Linked DNA regions of Gossypium hirsutum: region 1 is linked to region 2. The links are chromatin contacts, called in public Hi-C maps. All regions are on one chromosome and are shown on one strand. Each heading gives the region's core, a stretch centred on a gene start, on an enhancer-like site or on the middle of the called end of the contact. The rest is flanking DNA. Distances are from core to core; before and after follow the strand shown. Region 1 has its middle 11 kb from the start of LOC107897151. Region 2 holds the start of LOC107949577 (F-box/kelch-repeat protein At5g60570).

Region 1 (3,514 bases), core at 946-3,445, 35 kb before region 2:
AACTAATAAACCTCAGGTCTATAGTGACAGAAAGTTTGTGATTTTGGCAAAGGGAAATAACATTTCATCTAGGAAGAAAAGGAGTCAAAGAGCAAGATTTAGTTTGCACAAGATGCATGGTAAACCAAAGGCAACAATCAACATGGAAAATGGTGACGCCGAGGGGCAAGAACAGGCATTTCTGCTGAAAAATTCTACTTATGGATCACTTGTTGGTCCATTTGGGTCATTGGAGGACAGGGTTTTGGAGTGGAGCCCTGAAAAGCGGTTTGGAACATGTGATAGGAAGGGGGAATTTGCTCGCCTTGTTAGGTATAGAAGATTAGTGTTGGTATTTCACGAACTATCCATGACCGGGGCTCCCATTTCAATGATGGAGCTGGCAACAGAGCTTTTGAGCTGTGGAGCCACTATATCTGCTGTGGTTCTAAGTAAGAAGGGAGGACTGATGTCTGAGCTTGCAAGGAGAAGGATCAAAGTCATTGAAGATAGAGCAGATCTTAGCTTCAAAACTGCTATGAAGGCAGACCTTGTGATTGCAGGATCAGCAGTCTGTGCTTCATGGATTGGTGAGAGTTATTTATTGGAAAATTGTTTATATTTTTCCTTCAAAACCGAGTAATTGCTTTTGCAGATATGAAGATCAGCTATAATTGATTACAAGGTCGCATCATTTTACTTTTTAGCTGCATAGTGCCTTCTCATTTAACAAGAAAGTTGATTTATTATGCCATATCTTGTGTGTAATAATGCTTCCATTTTGATTAATGATTCATCTTTATACTAAATTTGCATATGATAACATGATCCAAAAGGAAAATCGATTTCTGTCTCAATAATTTTGCAATATTGCTGTTTATTTTCGATAGCCATATGCCTTGTTCAGGCCTTCCTAGAAAAGGTGATCATCTTTTATTTCTTAGAAAATATAGTAAACAATACGCATGCCTTCAGTTAGATGATCCGGTATGCCATGTTTCTAATGCTTGAGATGATACTCTTCCATGGACTTTTTCATTGGTTTTTGTCGGTCTCTTGAACTTATGTTTCATTGTCATTTCCCTTATACCTAAGAGTGGTGTAATGTAGATGCAATGTGTTGGTTTCAGATCAATATATAGCTCATTTCCCAGCTGGAGGAAGTCAAATTGCTTGGTGGATTATGGAAAACAGAAGGGAATACTTTGACCGGTCAAAGCATGTTCTACACCGGGTGAAAATGCTCATGTTCTTATCTGAATTGCAGAGTAAACAGTGGCTTAACTGGTGTCAAGAAGAAAATATCAAGTTGAGATCTCAGCCTTCTATTGTTCCACTTGCTGTTAATGATGAGCTGGCTTTTGTTGCTGGAATCCCTTGTTCTCTAAACACGCCATTGGCTAGCCCAGAAAAGATGATTGAGAAAAGGCGGTTATTACGAGATGCAGTAAGAAAAGAGCTGGGTTTGAAAGATAGTGATATGCTTGTGATGTCTCTAAGTAGCATAAACGCTGGAAAGGGCCAACTCTTGCTTCTTGAGTCAGTAAACCTTATGATTGATCAAGATCCTCTTGGAACTGGTTCTCAAGTTAAAAAAACATTGGATATAAGGCTAGATGAGTCAGCCTTGGCTAGAAAACATCATTTAAGAGGTTTGGTTAAAAAGTCATGCAATGCTGATGCATCTTGTACAAATTTGGTGTTTGACAGCAGAAGAAAACAGGAACAAGCTGTAAAAATACTCATCGGTTCTGTTGGATCTAAAAGCAACAAGGTACCTTATGTTGAAGCAATTCTACGGTTCTTGTCTCAGCATCCAAAGTTGTCAGAGTCCGTACTCTGGACTCCAGCAACTACACGTGTCTCATCACTGTATGCAGCAGCAGATGTTTACGTGATGAACTCCCAGGTGGATAGCTTGTTGATGGATGTTTTAGTGTTGGAAGTAAATTAGTATAGATGTGCGCTCAATTCTTTTTATGTTAATAACGTGCAGGGAGTAGGGGAAACGTTTGGCAGAGTGACTGTTGAAGCAATGGCATTTGGTCTTCCGGTAAGGAAATTATGTCTGATTTCGTTGTTTATTTTAGGGGACAAATTGAAACACATAGTATTAATTTATGAGAACAGGTGTTAGGCACGGATGGTGGGGGCACAAAAGAGATAGTGGAGCAGAACGTGAGTGGGCTATTTCATCCAATGGGCCGTGCAGGGAACTGGGTCCTTGCTGAAAATCTGAGGTATATGCTGAAAAACCCGACAGCAAGGAAGCTAATGGGGAAGGACGGACGTAAAAAGGTAGGAAAACAGTATCTGAAGCGGCATATGTACGGGAGATTGGTAGAGGTTTTAACCAGGGGTATGAGACGCCAAGTTGCTTCCTCTCGTTCTTTAATTGGTTTTTGAATCAATGCAAAATACTGAAGATTCCCCAATCTAATTCATTTGATTGATTTCTCTAATTTCTCCCATTTTGTATTGGAACTGAAAATGGTTTCATTCAACCAGGATTCATTTTTAATAAAGTTTTAAAGTGGAAGAGAAAAAATAACATTATTTTCAATACAATTTTTGTAAAAACTTTCAGTTTGTTAAGTGTCTCCAATAGAGGTTTTAAACATAAGTTAAACGGGAAGAAATAGATTAAGACTCGATATTTGTTAACGTAATTAAGATATAACAATCGTACTTTGTGGAACCTTACGTGAATGAATTTATTCAGCAATTGATCCGGATAACTTATTAGTTAAAATTCAACTTACCCTTACAACGATGAATAATTGTAGCCAATTACAATCATTCACTCAAAAATCCTCACAAATAAAATAAATTAAGAAACGTCTAACAAAGTGCAAAAATACAAAACAAAGATAAGTAAATACTCGACTTAAAGCACTCAACAAGCACACAACATAGTGCAATGGAATATCCGAAATTGACTTTATCTACAAAAACACCTCTATTTTTAATTTTTGAAATCTAGCTTCAACACCAAGGAATTTTAAACTAATTCAAAACTTTATGAATAAGGATAAGATTTTAAACCATTTAAAATTGCTCATTCACTCTAGAAAATTCGACCAATGGATAAGAATAAATCACCAAATATAAGGTTACTTTGTTGCACGAACCATCAATCATTTGTTGTTTAGATACCATTCAAAAAAATCATGCAAGTCACAAATGCCAACAAACAAAGACACTTTATTTGTCCTAAACTGCTATTCTATTTGATGTTTGAACAAATAATGAAACATGGGGATAGCCGGTTAAAGTTCATAACAATCTCTCCCTTTGACATTTTGACAAATCCCTTTAACAAATGATTATCATAAAACTATTGCAAAGTTATCATAGTACAAAATTGGTAAATGTCTCCCCCCTAATCATACCACCATGCTTCAAATAGAAACTCCTCCATTCAACATGCATACTTTGAGTATCACATTATCACAAAAGTGTTCATATTATCGTAAGCATGGAGTATAACTGAATTCATAAATAAATTATCAATCTCATCCACCAAAGCAAGAAA
Region 2 (3,453 bases), core at 731-3,230:
AAGTAAAACAGGGAACTCGCACTATGTTACTTTACTCAGTATATATTTGACATTTCACACCCTTTTTAATATTTGAGAGCTTTTGAAGAATTAAATTTCTACATCCATATCCATATCAAAGCGTACACGAATACGTGAAGTCTGCATGTACACTTGTTTTATGTGCAGCTTTACAGATATTTTAGATTTCATTTTAATTTTTTATTGGAAAAATAAGAAAATTAAATCCATATGAACAAAACAGTCCCCCATTAAAATGCTACCTAAATATTTGCTTTGGATTAAGTTCAATTAAGAAAACTTATTGGTTTTGGAAATCAAAACTTATAATAAGTTTCAATAAACACTTACATTTAACTTTTGAGAATGTCAATAGAAGATAGTGGTGGGTTTCGCTCGTCGGAAGATCGGGCCACCAAAAAAGTGCGCTTTAAGGGAACAGATGGGGAGGAAGGCGTTGATATGATCGTAGATATGTCTCCTGAGCCAATGCTTTCTTGGAAGGATAGGCTTCTGGGTAGGGGAGCTCTTGGGTCTAAAAACTCATCTGTTGATTCGGATAGGGGGTTTGAGGAATATTTTGAACTATTGGATAGAGATGTCATGAGATCCACTGTTAATGGAGTTCTGTCAATAATGTTCTCTAATCGGGTTCAGCGAATTCTGGTAAAGGAGATGGCTACCATGGTGGTTGTTAAGCTTTTGGGGGAGGAACATTGGCTATACCACCCTACAAAACAAGATTTATAATTTATGGCAGCCATCCATGCCGTTTAAACTTATAGATGTGGAACATGGGTACTTTTTGGTGAAATTCCAAAGCAACGATGATTCTGAAAAAGAGCTTACACAAGAGCCATGTGTTGTGTTCGGACAATATTTAACCGTTCAACCGTGGATGCCAGATTTTAATCCCTTGCAACTATTTCCAAATGTTGTTATGACGTGGATTAGATTGCCAGGTTTGCTGGGGTTTCTATATAAGAGAAAGATTTTAGAAGAGATTGGCGGTTTCATTGGTAGAGTGGAAAAACTCGACTACAATAGAAATAGTAGGTCGAGGGGGAGATTTGCTCAAATGGCGATTTATGTTAACCTTGACAAACCACTGATCCCTCAGATTCTGGTAAATAGAACAGTTCAACGAGTAGAATATGAGGCCTTACCGTTGATTTGTTTTGGTTGTGGCAGGAATGGCCATATGAAGGTCCTCATAATCTGGATCACCCAAGGGAGAAGGAGGTGGTGTCGGTTGGTAACATCGAGGGGAAAGAAGAGGAGGCGTTTGGGCCATGGATGGTTGTGAATCAGAAATCATGGAGAGCTCCCAACGAGAAATGAAATATAAAAGCAAAAAATCCAGAAAGATCTTTTTGGATCTAGATTTAATATTCTGGAAGGAGAGTTGGATGTTGAGATTTTGATAGATTTTTAGGGTTTCAAATTTCAAAAAGAGGGCTTCATTAGAAACAAGTGTAAGGCAGATTTTAATGACAACAAAGTCTTGGAGAGTGGATCGGTTAGGCAGGATAAGGGTTCGACACATAAAGCAGGTGTAAATGGCGTTTCTGGGCAGAACAAAAGAATTGGAGAAACTGACATGGCTAAGCATGGGCCTAGGCTGGAGGGTGTTGTTGCCACTTCAAGTTTGGGCGGCTCTTCTGTTGGGGTGGAGCTTGGGCTTGTTTTGGGAGATTCTGCGCTTCATCAGGAAGGCCAATCTACCTTTAATATGGTGTATAATAATTTCCCTGTTTCAGGTCAGAATAATAAAGTTCATTTGGATTCCGAAATTGCTGGTAATATTTTTTAAAATTCTCCCAATATTGGTTCCATGATGGAGAATGGTAAGGTTTCGAATCTCCCATTTAGTCCTTGGTCGATCACGGCTTCGCTTATTAATCGTTCCTACAAGGGTTCGGTTGAAATTGTGGTGCCAATTAATGACGGAATGTTGGATCCCGTTAAGCATTCTGCTATGCATTTTAAAGAAAATTCGGATCCTAAAATTAAAAATCTATCGGAGGGTAGTGGTCTTGGTGAATTGGGAGAAGGATATCTGGGCCTTAAAGGACGAGGTTCGGGGTACAAAGGGGTTTTTGTCTAGAGCGGAAGGAGCCTTAAAGGGTCATGGTGGTCATGTTAAAGTTGCTGACAATTCTTAAGTTCCTTAAACTAAATTGTCACATCCCATATTTTTATTTATTAATTTGTCAATTCATAAATAAGTTAGTGAGTAATCAAGTGGTTAAGTGCCAAATTTAATTTCTAGAGATCCTAGGTTCAATTTCTTTTACTCACATATATTTTTTTTAGAATTTTTGGCATTTAAAAAGGGGTTGGTCAACCCCCTTGCCATCCAACCCATTGTTGCCATGCTCGGGAAGAATCTTCCCTTGTTTACATGGTCAACATTCCCTCAATAACCTCATTTTCACTCCCAAAATTCCCTTTCCATGCCATTTTACCTCCCTTACCGTACCTTAACCGTCCAATGCACCTAGACACATGAAACACTTTTATTGTTTTGTTCGTTTTATTCTCCATCTCTCTTTTTGCCGCTTCATTCTATTCTCCACCTCTTTTTGCCACCCCTCCTCCTTGCTTCTCCTCTTTCTCTAATTTTTCTCCCATTTCACCACTTAAATCACTTCTTTTCTTCATATTTCTTCCACTCATCCACCACTTTTAGCCAATTGAACCACCACCACACCACCACCGCCGAACTGTTGCCACCGTACCACCATCATCCTTCACCTTTCTTCTCCGTTTTTCATCCTCTTCTCTTTTATCTCGTAATTATTTTTTCATATGTACAAACATTATATTTTGATTTTTTTAAAAGGATTTATTGACAACCTTTCTAATTCATCTTTATTTTATTTGTTAGTAGAAGACCCTCCTCTCTAAATGAATCATCGTAGGAATAAATAAGCCTCCTTACTCTCGATATTGTGTAAGTATTGACGATCCTCCGATCACAATTAATTCTTTTACTTTTATTCTCTATTAAGATGATTCTAACATTAAGTTTTATTGTGCATTCGAGAAGTGATATTCGTAAATCCCGGATCTATACTCCATATTTTGGAAGCGTTCGTTTTGGGCAGCCGATTAAGTAATTATTTTACTTAATCACTTAAATGAGAGATATTCATCAAAATATCGTTATTCTGATACGATATGAATTTTTTTTTCAAAAACTAATGCTTCAATGGTCGATCTCCTCCTTTAGAGTGGGATAAGGAGTTGATACCATTGGAATTCATGAAATCAGGTGTGAGGATTTATTTATCTTAAAATACCTGAAATTATTGTTAATTAAATAAGTAAATAATATTAACTATTTACTTAAGAAATTATGTAACGCGAAAATGGACAAATACATTATGTATTTAAATGGATTAAAAATCCGTTAAAAAGGAGGATCTCAATTAAGTGATTCTGAACTTT

The links. Hi-C and Micro-C count contacts between places; a contact is called where the count stands out from the background.
Region 1: a Hi-C map of leaf shows a contact between it and region 2, with 2.2 times the contacts expected there. The contact joins the enhancer-like site here to the promoter of LOC107949577 in region 2. A contact is called at or near these places in 13 of 34 Hi-C or Micro-C datasets (anther, callus, hypocotyl and 2 more).

The regions. Positions count from the first base shown.
Region 1 is chrD03:14,419,777-14,423,290 of Gossypium_hirsutum_v2.1, reverse strand. It overlaps a transcript of LOC107897151 not described here. Among protein-coding and RNA genes, the nearest start is that of LOC107897151, 11 kb to the left of the region's middle. Within about 2 kb of position 2,195, at least 3 of the 9 cell types and tissues checked have an H3K27ac peak or open chromatin away from gene starts, as enhancers often do. A contact at or near this core is called in hypocotyl and leaf, where this site is marked.
Region 2 is chrD03:14,384,301-14,387,753 of Gossypium_hirsutum_v2.1, reverse strand. It overlaps LOC107949577 (F-box/kelch-repeat protein At5g60570), which reads right to left and starts at 1,980. Exons shown (of 4, transcript XR_005911225.1): 1 at 1-1,980.